2 separate regions of the Capra hircus genome follow, and region 2 is linked to region 1. Evidence: chromatin contacts called from public Hi-C data. All regions are on one chromosome and are shown on one strand. The core of a region is the stretch at or near the end of the contact, and the rest is flanking DNA. Distances in the headings are between cores, read along the strand shown.

Region 1 (7,035 bases), core at 1,772-4,271:
AGTTAATCTGCAGTTTCCTTACCTTTTCATATGCATTTAATTGGCTGCAGAGAGAAGGGAGGCTTTATTCTAGTTAATTCCAGAAACTGAGGTGTCTATTGCCCGTCATTGGGGTGCTGTCTCTTCCACTCGAGATGAATTGCCCTGAGGCAAGGGGCACAGTCCTCTGCTTAGGGCAGTCAGGGAGGGCTGTACGTGTTAAGTTCTGAAACTCAAAGCACTGATTTTGTCTGTATTTACAGGATTGGCCGATGTGTGGAAGCTGTGTCAATGCCATGAGTTAGGAACTAAACTTCAGGGAGAAGGGACTTGGTTGGACAGGTAGGGTTTTGATGTAGGGAGGGCCTTCCTGGATGGTGGATGACCTGAGGTACAGGGGGCGCCAAGAGAGCATGTTAGACGGAGGAACGTCGGAACAGTTGGATTTTCTAGATGAATGAAGAGGCTGCCCCAGGGCAGTGGACTGGGGAAGAGGTGCTGTCTCTGATCATTTGGTGAGGTGCAGGAAGTCATGGAGGTTTCTGGTCTGACCACACGGTAATCCGGGGCATTGACACAGCTTCCACGCAACAGCCAATCCTGTAAAGAATACTTTAAGACATTTCTGGGTGTCCTTCTCCAGAGTACTGCTTGTCTCCAGATCAAGTCAAAAGATCCTTGGGACACACACACCGTAGCTTAAAACAGTTCCTTGTCCTTTCCTAGCTCATAGCGTGTGGCCTCTGCCCCATAGCTGTCCCTGGGTTTTCCCTTGACTACAAAATCAGAGCTTTGGGTGATGCCTGAGGCGGGCAGGCCCAACTGTGAAGGTTTCTCAGAATATTCCTGTGGATGCTAAATTGGACCACAGGAGCTTTATCTCCCCAAGATTTTAAGTTCCCTGAGGACCAGGACTGTGTCACAGACCTTTCCCACTCCACAGCAACACAGCCAGGGTGATGCTCAAGAAATACCTGGGTTTTCCGGAGGAGATACTTCTGTTCAATGGGAAAGGCTCACAACACGTAAACAAATTTCTTATTGTTGGAGAGGCCAACTTTCTACCCTTGGACACTGGGATGTGACCAAGAAGGGGACTGGACTTGTGATCATGGCCTCGGGTTGGACATCAGAAGGGGAGAGAGTAAGAGGTTTTTAGGGGAAAGTTGTGCCAATCTCTAGTTTGATCCTAGTTGGGGCTTTATTTGTTGTTGGGTTGGTTTTATTTAATGTTTTTGTTTTTTTTTCTGGCCATGCCATGCAACACGTGGGATCTTAGTTCCCTGACCAGGGCTTGAACTCCTGCCCCTGAATTGGCACTGCAGTCTTAACCACTGGACCATGAGGGAAGTCCCCTAGCTGGGGCTTTAGTTGTTGTCTTTGCTCTGGTGGTGGCCCGTCCAAGTCTCACTTCCTATCCACAGGAAAAGTACATGCTGCATGCCTGAGTCAACCTGCCCCGGATCCTCCCACACTCTGTCACCAGGCACAAGGCTTCCAGCCGCCGTTGCAATCCAGGGAGAGGAGGAGACTCCAACTCAACTATAGGGAAAAAGAAAAAAGGAAAAAACAGGCAAGGGACTCAGCCACTAAGGCCTTCTGCTCCCCAAACAGCAGGCTGATGAGTGTGCTGAGTCCAGAACTGGTGAGCTCCAGGTTGGCCATGGCCTCTTGGTCAAGGGCCATCCGCCCTTCAGCACACCCTGTATATGAGATGAGAAACACCTGCTGCTTCTCAGTGGGCCCCTCCGCCTGGCATCTGAGGCCCTTAGAAATCTGAACCCCTTTGTTATTTACGAAAGGCACCCCCACCCTCACAAACTGCCTGCTCTGGCCAAAGCAGGCAACTTGATGCCCTGTCCTGGTACAGCCTGTTTCTCCAGGACCACCTGCCCTTGGCCACCCGGGCCCTGGCCTCCTCCCAGCCAGGTATTCTCAGGACCCAGCTGTAGCATCAGCTCCATGAAGCCTCCCCTATGTGGACCACTCGCTGGAAACCAATTCCTATGCAGTCTCTTTCATGCTACCTTTTCTATGGGCAAATCTTACATTTCAATGAAATCCCCAAGGCAGGGAGCTTCTTCAGGGGTCTGTGGCCCGCTAACAGTCACACAGGGACACTTGACGAACACCGGGGGTCAGGCCTTTGATGCTTGCAGTGTGGGGGCTGCAGAGCAAAGGGGACTGCACCGCTGGACACGTTTAGGGGGGTGCCCAGCCCAGAAAAGAGGCAGCCTCCAGCACCAAAAAACAGGAGACAAGAGTAGCATAGCTCAACCCTTGCCAGGACGACACCTGTGATGGAGTGTGTGGGGTTCACTTCCTGGGCCGGACCGCGAGGGTAATCTGTGTTCTACTCACCCGCCCCTCACCAAGGGTCCCTCGACCATCAACTTGAGAGGCCAACAGGAAGTGCTTGAGAAGCATTAGCCATCCATACAGAGTTGAAAAGAGCTCAGACAGGGGCCAACTCTTGGCCCTAGGGCGAAGGTGGCTTTTATTTCCTTTCTCAGGAAGGGAGGGGGTGGGGAGCTTTCCCCACACACCAATCTAAGTCGGGGAGGTGGGGGGGCGTGGGTGCTCCCCCAGAGGAGGGGGCCGGGAGAGCTGGAGGACCATTCAGAAGGCCTCCTCCGTGTCCACTTGCCGACCCTGGGCTGCGGGATGCGCCCGAGGTCACTGCCCTCCGGGTACTAGTTCCTGCAGAGTTGGAGGCACATGGAGGTATGTGCTGGTGTCCACGAAGAAAAACGGGGAGCAGGGGCCCTGAGTGAGGGAGCAGGGGGCTGGGGTGGCTGGCCCCACGCCCACCGCCTGCCCAAGATGGTCACTTGCATAAGGCCTGGCTGGTGTGGCTTCTCCCAAGAGGGGCCGCTGGGGCCCGGAGGCATGGCTCGCTCTGATGGCTGGCCCTTTAAATGTCCATCTCAAACTGTGACTCTTCACCTGGGGAGAGAAGGGGCAGAGGACCAGGTGAGCCATGGGCAAATGGCACGGCTGAACCTTCGAGAGGCCGGAAGGGGGTGCTGTTTCCCGTTCTGTTGTTCCAACAGGGAGAGCAGGGGCCAGGGGCATGCTGCCGAGGATAGCGGACAGAGGGCAGGCCCAGGAATTCCCAAGCCACACGTCCAGCTGTGCTCGCTCCCCCGATCCCAGAGCAGAGACCACATCTCCCCACTGGACAGCTGACAGCCCTGTGTTCTGGATCACTTGTATTTTCTTTAACAAGAGTGAATGGCTCCTTGTGATTTGAAATGAATATAATTTCACAGACACATACTCCTTAAAACATAAAACCTTTCTGAGCACGTGTCCCAACTTCTGGGTTAGGACATGGTACCGTAACCTCCTCTGCCTACACCTGATTCCCCAGAGAAGAGCCTGACCCTGCAATACAGTAGCTATTTGGGGAATTCAGCTGCTCACTGCCGTCGCCCAACTCTCACCATTAGAATTTCCAAGTAATTCACACAGCGGCACGTTGTTTTCCTTTTTAATGAAACTGCCTTGTGCCTGACCTCCTGGCCAAGGCTGCTCCAAGGTTCTGGAGGGCAGAAGGCCTGCTCTGACCCCCTATGGGGAAACAACCGCCCTTGACTTCTGGTTATGTTGACACAAATATGCTTGTCCAAGGGCAGGAGCCTTGGTTTCTTACATCCAGTGAAGCAACATGGAAAACCACGTGCCTCCTCCTTCAGCCCACCCCATCCCAACAACCGTGTGGCCTATGAGGCTGCCACGGTGGGGTCAGAGCCTTTGTTGTGGGCCAGCACAGCTTGAGAGGCTGGGAGGGGCGAGGGTATGCAAGTGCAGGCGGTGGACAGCCTTCAGGTTGTGCTGACAGCCTCCATCCGCAACGGCCAGTCTGGTTTAAGGGGAAAGAGGAGTGGAGCACCAACCACACGACTCTGTCCATCCTTCTGTCCTTTTAAAAAATACTGGTCTCTTTATTTTTGGCTGTGCTGGGTCTGGGTTGCTGCTCACGCTTCCTCTAGTTGCGGCCAGTGGGGGCTCCTCTCTAGCTGCAGGGCTCACACTTGTCTCTCCAGTGGCTTCTCCTGTTGCGGCTCTGCGTGCACGGGCTTCCGGAGCTGAAGCACGTGGGGGCATTAGCTGCGGTTCCTGGGCTCTAGAGCACAGGCTCCCTAGTTGGGGGTTCATGGGCTTACTTGTTCTGAGGCATGTGGGACCCTCCCAGGCCATGGATCAAGCCGGGTGTCCTGCATTGGCAGGCAGGGTGTCTACCACTGAGCCACCAGGGAAGCCCTGTGCATCACTTATCACAGGGCAGGGAACCTCGCTGCCTGGGCCGTCCTTCCTGCTGGGCTCTGTGGGTCCGTGTCCATCTCTCTTTTGCCCATGGATCTCCAAGTGCGGCCCGCTCTGGGAGGTGGGGCTCCTGACTTTCTGATGAACCACAGCCTGCAGGCCCCAGGGAGCTGGGTTCCATGCTGTCAGCAAGACCAGCCAAGCTCGAGGGCCCAGCTGCTTCCTGTCTGGGCTTGGTTGCTGCCTTCAGGTGAAGGGTTAGCAGGTTCCAGGCTCTGCCAGTGCTTATGGTCCCTCCTCCCACAGCAAGAGCTCAGATACTCTGGCTAGCCGGTCCCTGATGCTTGAAGATAGTATTCAAGCACCTCTGCGGGGGTGGCTGCTCTGATTGATGAGGGGTGGGGGTGGGGGTGGGAGGAAGGACCCAGCCTCCCCTTGTCCACTACAGAAACAACTGGTTGCACTGTTTCCACGGCCTGATCCACTAGGACACCTGACATCCCTGTCGCCTTTCTGATTCCGCTGCTGCTGCTGCTGCTGCTGCTAAGTCGTGTCCGACTCTGTGCGACCCCATAGATGGCAGCCCAACAGGCTCCTCTGTCCCTGGGATTCTCCAGGCAAGAACACTGGAGTGGGTTGCCATGTCCTTCTCCAATGCATGAAAGTAAAAAGTCAAAGTGAAGTTGCTCAGTCGTGTCCGACTCTTAGCGACCCCATGGACTGTAGCCTACCAGGCTCCTCCATCCACGGGATTCTCCAGGCAAGAGTACTGGAATGGGGTGCCATTGCCTTCTCCTCTGATCCCGCAGACGTGTAATTTCCTAGAGGGCAAGGACACTGTGCTTTTGATAAGCAGCTTCCTGCACAAAAACATCCTGGGTGTGTTCCAAATTGCTGCAGACACAGAGAAATGCCTCAGGGACAGTTGTATAAAGGTCATCCAAGGGCTTATGAAAGTGGCCGCCTGGATGCCATCTCCTTTCAAACAAGCTCCCCGCTAATGAGACTATCTGATGAGGCTGAATGGCCTTGCCTGGGCTTCCTGGGCCCCTTTCCTGGGGAAAGTGGGTTCCAATGAAAATGCTGCACCCCAGACCCTTCCCTCGCCCTCTGGACTGCTCCACGGGGCAGTTGTGCTCCCTGGACCACCCACCCCCACGCCCGCTCTTCAGCTTCCTGGAGGGAGAGCCCAGCCATTCCCAGCCACTCACCGCCTGCCGGTTTGTCCTCGGGGCTGCTGCGCAGGTGATTCTGGCTGGCTTCCGTGGGGGGCTCATCGCCTGTAGGGCTAGTGACCCCGGGAATGGTGGGCAGGTCCCGCGGGGGCGTCTTGGTCACAGGTGAGTTCCGACACTCCATCAGGAACTTCCGGTCATAGATGATCCTGGTACCTGCAAGGGGGCGGGGACACGGATAAAGCCCCCTGGCCTGCTTTTTCCCCGAGGCCCGGCTCCAGCAAAGGTGGCAGGCTTTCCTGCAAAAGCCCAGGCGGAGGTGTGAGGCTCACTCACTGCCTCCTGCAGCCCCGGACTCTGCTGTCGCCAAACCGCCCCATCTCCCCGGGGTCAGCGGGTACTCTATGGAGAAAGATTTTTTTTTTTTAATTTTTGGCAGCACCCTACCAGTGGCTTGTGGTTAATTCCCTGACCCTGCCCCCTGCATTGGAAGGCTGAGTCTTAACCACAGGATCCCCAGAGAAGTCCCCAAAGTGGGTTTTTTATGCGTTTTTCAATTCTGTCCTTACACACCCTTGGGGAATATCCAGCATCTTTTAACTCCATTTGGCAAAGAAGCAAAGAGAAAAGTAAGTGATTTCTGCACCCCACCGCCCCTCTAACCACTCCCCACCAGTAAATATGAGAACTCCTCCTGTCTGGTCTTTGTGGAAAAGAGTAACAGGGAGCACCCCCAGCGTCACCGCGGATCTCTCAACTCAGTCCACCTCGCCGGAGACGCCCCGCTCCGCCCAGCATCCGGTTACCCATCCTCTGTTCACGTGTCACCCGAATTCAGGGTTTCTCCTCAGTCTGCCTTCCATTCCTTTAATTTTCACTCTCCTTTCTCAAGTGTCACCCTAGGGTGAGGGACCACGTCTTACAGAATCATTCACTGACCTTAAGCCTCCCAGGAGCCCTCCTATGAGGGCAGCTGCCTGAGAGATTCCTTAAAAAAAAGGAGTGTGTTCTCAAGCACAGGAGCCAGGGAGGAGGCCTGCTGATTCACAAATAACGGTGAAGAGTGAGAAGGTGACTCCCGTTGGGCCCCTGTCTAAATCCTGATCATCTCTGCAGCCCCACTGTGGTCCTAGTAACATAACACCTCCAGAACATTCGCTAGTGGCTCCCTTCTCCACAAGGAGCAGGCCCCAGGCTCAGCCTTCAACAGGCAGAGGCATCTAGCTAGAATTTAAAACTGTCTTCTTATCATTATGTTCTTTTTATAGCTACTTCTATTTATGGCAAGTGACTGGTTTTCCATATATAGCTGTGATAGCAAACTCCCTTTTAATATATACAACAGGATATAATTGAATATGGTAATGGTACATGTTATATATCACATAACCTATAATCTACATAATAAAAGCTAGGGAATTCCCTGGCAGTCCAGTGGTTAGGTCTCTGAGCTTTTACTGCCCAGGGGGTGTGGGTTCAATCCCCGGTGAAGTGAAGTGAAGTGAAGTGAAGTCGCTCAGTCATGTCCGACTCTTTGCGACCCCATAGACTGTAGTGTACCAGGCTCCTCTGTCCATGGGGTTTTCCAGGCAACAGTACTGGAGTGGATTGC
Region 2 (7,035 bases), core at 1,303-3,802, 37 kb after region 1:
GTGACCTCCAAGACAGCAGCAGCAAGTGGGAAGAGCAGCGGACGCTTCCTGTGTCCTTTCTCTGGGCCTGCACTGAGTGAGAGAGATCTGACTCGATGAGACAGGTACATGGTCCCATGGCCTTGCAGGACAAGTGTTACTAATTCACACATGAGGCGCGTGGGGTTGGGGGGCCTAGCCAGCCTCACACCACGGCCCACATCTAGATGTTTTTATAACCCGCTTAGTCCAAAGCCCATACCGGTCACCACCACCCCTGTGATCCCCAAACTCCACAGGAGCTGAGGAGCTGGTCTTGAGGTGAGGAGAGGGGAACCATCCCAGAGAACAGGAAAAGCTACAGTGGAGGCAAGGGCCAGCAAATATTGACTTCTCATTTCCGGGGGCTGGAAGTCCAAGATCAGGGTGCTGGCAGACAGAGATCCGGGTGAGACCTGGCTTCCCGGTTTGCAGACAGCTGCTGTCTCAGTGTGTTCTTACAACCAGGAAGCGCTAATTTTGAATTTGCACTGGATCTGCTTCCAGGACTTTAACTCTTTTTGTTATTATAAGCATACATAATGGCCTGCCTCAGGGAGATAACCTGACCCCACCCACCGGTGATGGACTGTGACATTCTTGAATCCTTTGTGTGGCAAATGGCGCTGGGCCCGGTGCCCACTGCTTACCAGCGAGACTCAGAAATTCACATTTGGGGAGGCCAGAATCACAGATAGATGTGACATCTTTGTTTGTGACTGTGACAGGGAATATTCCATTTCACACCACCCATGAAATGACTGTAAGGAAATGAAACTAACATATCCCCCCATCTGAGGCTTGCCATTCTAGGAGATACTTGCAGGAATTAAATGGCCTTTTTACTTCGTTTCCTCACCTCCCACCATCTCTGATCCATAAAATAATCTGACATCCAGGCGCCAACTAGTTGGTTAATTGGTTATTTTGAGGCACTAGCCTGCTCCCAAATAAAGTCCCTTCCTTGTCCCAATACCTCATCTCCGACTCATTGACTTATCTTGCAGCAAGCCAAGCGAACTTGGACTGAGTAACATTATCACATGGTGTGGGGAAAGAGAACTCTGTCTCTCCTTCCTTCTTATAAGGACACCATTCCCATCGCAGTGGGGGTAGGACACTCTTATGACCCCATCTAAACCTAACTATAACCTCCCGAAGGCCTAATCACTAAATACCACTAAATATCTCCCATCACTCCATTGGGGGAGCTACCATCACACATGAATTTGGGACCAGACACATTCAGTCCATATCAGAAAGGAACCTTGAAGACTTTTGCCCAGGGTGAGTTCACCCTGCTTTTCTGGGTGGTGACTGTGCCTCCCTCCAGCCCCCCAAGAAGGGGTCCAGCATAACTGCCTCTCTTTCCCCTCCCTGGACTCAACATTCACTCTTCCTAAATCAGTAGACCCCACAGAAAGCAGTGCTTTCAGTAGCAACATCTTTGAACTCAAAGTTGATGGCATACTGTTAATTCCACAAGTTTTGTAAAGAAAATATCATGGGCTCATAATCCGCTTATGATCTATGTGACCTGTGTCGGTCACTCTGAAATGCAATTTTCTGTAGCATCTTTTTATAAATTTTTATTTTATTTATTTTATTTTTGGCTGCACTAGGCCTTCGTGGCTTTTGCCTGGGCTTTCTCTAGTTGCGGCGAGCAGGGGCCACTCTCTAGTTGCGGCTGGAGGGCTTCTCATTGTGGTGGCCTCTCTTGTTGTGGATGACCAGCTCTAGGGCATGCTGGCTCAGTAGTAGAGGTGCCTGGACTTAGCTTCTCTGCAGCATGTGGGACCTTCCTGGACCAGGGATCGAACCGGGGTCCCCTGGATAGGCTAGGTGGATTCCTATCCACTGCTCCATCCGGGAAGTCCTAAAGTACAACTTTCTTATATGTAGAATGGCTGTCCTGGTAGCTCAGATGGCAAAGAACCTGCCCACAATGCAGGAGATCCCATTTGATCCCTGAATGGGGAAGATCCCTTGGAAAAGGGAATGGCAACCCACTGCATTATTCTTGCCTGGAGAATTCCACGGACAGAGGAGCCTGGAAGGCTTTACAGCCCATGGGGTCACAAAGAATCAGGCTTGGTGACCAAACAACAGCAACAAAATGGAAGTAATACTAGCCACCTGGGTTAAAACAGGTAGCACAATCTTTGGGACTTGGTGGACTTCCAGTGAGTGTAAAGAGCTGTCTAGAAGCTAACCTCTTGATTTCCAGGCCTGGGCTCTGCCTTGACTTTCCATTTCTTTTATTTGAGGGGCAAAATGTGACATTTATTAAGCATCCTGGGGACAGGGGGCCTTACACTGTCCATCAATAGCTGGCCATCCTGATCTTGGAGTCAGTGGGCTGGTCGCACATACGAGAAAACGTGGGGATGAATAAAAAGGAAAGGAAGACCTGTTGTGTGATGGAAGCGGGGTGGCTGAATTGACCCTTTTGAAGCAACTCCGGAGCGTGGAAAGCGCTGAGAAGCCGGAGTCTCCAGCGCGGTGAGCAGTTTACTCGCCGCTGGTCCCCAGCTTCGCGGCTGCTGGGCTGGCGCGCCCTCTAGTGGTCCTCCTGATGCCTTTTTTAATTAGACCAGTTTCTTTGGCCGTCTGTCCTACCTTAAGTTTACTCAATTTTTTACAAGCGTATGATTTGTAAAATTACTTGTTTATTTATTATGGTTGCACTGGGTCTTCATTACTGCAGGCAGGCTTTCTCTAGTTGAAGTGATCGGGGCTACTCCCTACTTGCAGTTCATGGGCTTCTCATTGCGGAGGCTTCTCTAGTTGCAGCAAGCAGGCTTTAGAAAGTGTGGGTTCAGTAGCTGAGACTTCCTGGGCTCTAAAGCACAGGTTCAGTACTTGTGGCCCATAGGCTGAGTTGCTCCGTGGCACGTGGAATCTTCCTGGACCAGGCATGGAACCCATGTCCCCTGCCTTGGCCGGTGGATTTTTAACCACTGGACCACCAGGGAGGTTCCCATTCAAGTTTTTACTGAGAGAGTTCTTTGCCAGGGAGGAGATAGTCTAGGCACTGGAGATTTAGCAGAGAACAAAACAAACTCCTACACTAACTCTTCACTTGCTTAGCAACTTCCATCTGGGTCCCTGAAGGCTGTTATTGGCTCCTCCTTTTGTATTGCCAAAGGTGAAATTTTAAGAAACCAGCATGCATAGACCTCCAAATAAGATGAAACCAGAGCATTGGGTAATACTGGGGCAAATCTGAAGAGAGAGGTATTTAACTCAATTTTAAGTGACTTGCTGTCTCTTAGCGCTTCTTTCCTTTATTATAGATTATGATTTTGCTTTCCCCCTGTTTTTTAAATTTGTTCATGAGTTCACTTGCAGAGGTTCCACTAGATCTACGCTATCCAATACGGTAGCCACTAGTCACCCATGACTATTTAAATTAAATTAATTTTAAAAATTTAATAAGACTTAAAATGTAGTTCCTTATTTGCATCACATTTCCAGTGTTCACTCCCCACGTGTGACTGGCGGCTATCTCATTAGCACTGATACGTAATATTTCCGTTGCAGAAGGTTCAACTGGACGACCCTGTAGCCACGATGAGGATTTGGCTGTAGGAGTGTTGAGTTAGTGTGAAGGTACGATCTACCCATTCCTTCCATCTGGCTTCTTTTTTTTAAGGATTTCTCTTATTTACTTGTTTGCTTTTCGCCATGCAGGGTCTTTGTTGCAGTGCACAGGCTTTCTCGAGTTGTGGCAAGCAGGCTGCTCACTGCAGTGGGTTCTCTTGTTACGGAGTATGGGCTCCAGGGTGTATGGGCTTCAGTAGTTACGGTGCACAGGATTAGTTATCCCACATGTGGGGTCTTAGTTCCTGGACCAGGGATTGAACCTGTGTCTCCCGCATATTGGCAGGCAGATTCTTAGCCAGTGGCCCACCAGGGAAGTCCCCTCCTTCTACCTTCTTATCTGCAGTTTGGACAGTGGCCTCTGGCTGGTAGCAGAGGGATGTGAGCCAGAAGACCTAACTTTCTCTACTGTTTGCTGAGCCAGTTGGGAGATGTGGCCCCCCTTCTCTCTTCTTCTTTTTTAAAATTAATTTTACTTATTGATTTATTACAAACATTTCTTTCCGCCTCACTGCACAGCTAGCAGGATCTGAGTTCTCCGACCAGGGATTGAACCCCAGTGTACAGCAGACCAACAGAGAGAGCTGGGTCCCAGGCTGATCAACCCTGTGGTTGCTTTTCTCTTGGGAGACTTCAGTTGCCAAAGGTTTGTCTCTCTGCGCCCTTGGTCCTGGGTTGCCAGCTCTGCTCTTGACCTCTGCTCTTTCTGGTTCTAACTGTGGGCTGGAAGGGGCTTGCGGAATCTTCTTACCAAGCTCTTGTTTACAGGGACGTCTCTGATCACCAATGAGAGAGCGAGTGGGCAATGAATGCTGGAGGGTCTGAAAGTTAAAAGTCTCCACTTCCTGAGCCACTACCATTAACTTAGGAGCAGAGGAAGCTGGACACAGCATCCCGGTACCCAGGCTCTTCTCATTTCTGCTGCTAACTTGCTCTGTGACTCTGGGCAAGTCCTTTCTCTTACCCCAAGTCTCAGTTTCTTCCTAAGTGATGAGGGATGTGGGACTTGATGATTTCCACATTTCCAGAGTCTAACTTGGCCATTGCCTTTGTGACTCCAGGGCACAAACAAGTTATTATCAGGATAGAATAGATTCTCCCCTCCCCACAGAGAAATCTCCTGGCTCAAATGGTTTCACTCCAAAACCTGAAGAAGACAAAACACCAATTTTACACAGATTCTTCCAGAAAATGAGTGAGGAGGGAACACTTCCCAACTTATTTTTAGGCCAGTATTATTTTGATATCAAACCAGATAAAGATGGAGAAGCAAATGGCAACCCACTCCAGTATTCTTGCCTGGAAAATCCCATGGATGGAGGAGCCTGGTAGGCTACTACAGTCCATGGGGTCGCAAAGAGTCGGACACGACTGAGAGAATTCACTCACTCACTCAATTATCTTATAGTTTCAATAAACTAAGCTTAAAAAAAAAAACAACCAGATAAAGATGGTACTAAAGAAAGCAACTATGAACCAATATCTTTCATGAACTTAGACCAGTAACTCTCAAAATCCTCAATAAAATATTAGCAAATTGAATTCATTGTTCTAAAATAATTATAAATATGAGAAGAATTATATACAGGGACCACATAGGATTTATTCCAGATATGTAGTCTGATTCATTATTCAAAATTCAATGGATATCAAGTGGTTAATAAAGTTGAGTTAAAAAAAGTCCATCATAGCAATAAACTAAATATAATCATCAACCTATAGAGCTGTGTCAGACTCTTTGCGACCACATGGACTGCAGCACGCCAGGCCTCCCTGTCCATCACCAACTCCTAGAGCTTGCTCAGACTCATGCCCATTGAGTCAGTGATGCCAACCAACCATCTCATCCACTGTCATCCCCTTCTCCTCCCACCTTCAATCTTTCCCAGCCTCAGGGACTTTTCTAATGAGTCAGTTCTTCCCATCAGGTGGCCATTGGAGTTTCAGCTTCAGCATCAGTCCTTCCAATGAACACCCAGGACTGATCTTTAGGATGGACTGGTTGGATCTCCTTGCAGTCCAAGGGACTTTCAAGAGTCTTCTCCAAAACCACAGTTCAACAGCATCAATTCTTTGACACTCGGCTTTCTTTATGGTCCAACTCTCACATCCATACATAACTACTGGAAAAATTGTAGCTTGACTAGATGGACCTTTGTCAGCAAAGTAATGTCTTTGCTTTTTAATATGCTGTCTAGGTTGGTCATAACTTTTCTTACAAAGAGCAAGTGTCTTTTAATTGTATGACTGCAGTCACCATCTGCAGTGATTTTGGAGCCTAAGAAAATAAAGTCTGACACTGTTTCCACTGTTTCCCCATCTATTTGCCATGAAGTGATGGGACCGGATGCCCTGATTTTAGTTTTCTGAATGTTGAGTTTTAAACCAGCTTTTTCACTCTCCTCTTTCACTTTCATCAAGAGGCTCTTTAGTTCCTCTTCACTTTCTGCCATAAGGGTGGTGTCATCTGCGTATCTGAGGTTATTGATATTTCTTCTGGCAATCTTGATTCCAGCTTGTGCTTCATCCAGCCCAGCGTTTCTCATGATGTAATCTGCATATAAGTTAAATAAGCAGGGTGACAATATACAGCCTTGACATACTCTTTCTCCTATTTGGAACCAGTCTGTTGTTCCATGTCCAGTTTTAACTGTTGCTTCTTGACCTGCATACAGATTTCTCAGGAGGCAGATAAGGTGGTCTGGTGGTCTGATAAGACCACCATTCTCTTTAAGACTTTTCCACAATTTGTTGTGATCCACACAGTAAAAGGCTTTGGCATGGTCAATAAAGCAGAAATAGATGTTTTTCTGGAACTCTCTTGCTTTTTCTATGATCCAGCAGATGTTGGCAATTTGATCTCTGGTTCCTCTGCCTTTCCTAAAACCAGCTTGAACATCTGGAAGTTCTTGGTTCATGGTACTGTTGAAGCCTCACTTGGAGAATTTTGAGCATTACTTTGCTAGCATGTGAGATGAGTGCAATTGTGTGGTAGTTTGAGCATTCTTTGGCATTGCCTTTCTTTGGGATTGGAATGAAAACTGACCTTTTCCATTCCTGGGGCTGCTGCTGAGTTTTCCAAATTTGTTGGCATATTGAGTGCAGCATTTTCACAGCATCATCTTTTAGGATTTGAAATAGCTCAACTGGAATTCCATTGCCTCCTCTAGCTTTGTTTGTAGTGATGCTTCCTAAGGCCCACTTGACTTCACATTCCAGGATGTCCGGCTCTAGGTGAGTGATCACACCATCATGGTTATCTGGGTCATGAAGATCTTTTTTGTATAGTTCTTCTGTATATTCTTGCCACCTCTTCTTAGTATCTTCTGGTTCTGTTAAATCCATACCATTTCTATCCTTATTGTGCCCATCTGTGCATGTTCCCTTGGTATCTCTAATTTTCTTGAAGAGATC

The links. Hi-C and Micro-C count contacts between places; a contact is called where the count stands out from the background.
Region 2: a contact with region 1 is called in a Hi-C map of blood, with 1.8 times the contacts expected there. The contact joins two enhancer-like sites. A contact is called at or near these places in 2 of 5 Hi-C or Micro-C datasets (both in blood).

What each region holds. Positions count from the first base shown.
Region 1 is chr27:12,404,205-12,411,239 of ARS1.2, forward strand. EIF4EBP1 (4E-BP1 protein) reads right to left here. Exons shown (of 3, transcript NM_001285589.1): 2 at 5,460-5,639; 3 at 2,894-2,925. The coding sequence ends at 2,894. Among named protein-coding and RNA genes, the nearest start is that of ASH2L, 18 kb to the left of the region's middle. Within about 2 kb of position 3,022, at least 3 of the 5 cell types and tissues checked have an H3K27ac peak or open chromatin away from gene starts, as enhancers often do.
Region 2 is chr27:12,441,524-12,448,558 of ARS1.2, forward strand. No RefSeq gene overlaps it. Among named protein-coding and RNA genes, the nearest start is that of EIF4EBP1, 14 kb to the left of the region's middle. Within about 2 kb of position 2,553, at least 1 of the 5 cell types and tissues checked has an H3K27ac peak or open chromatin away from gene starts, as enhancers often do.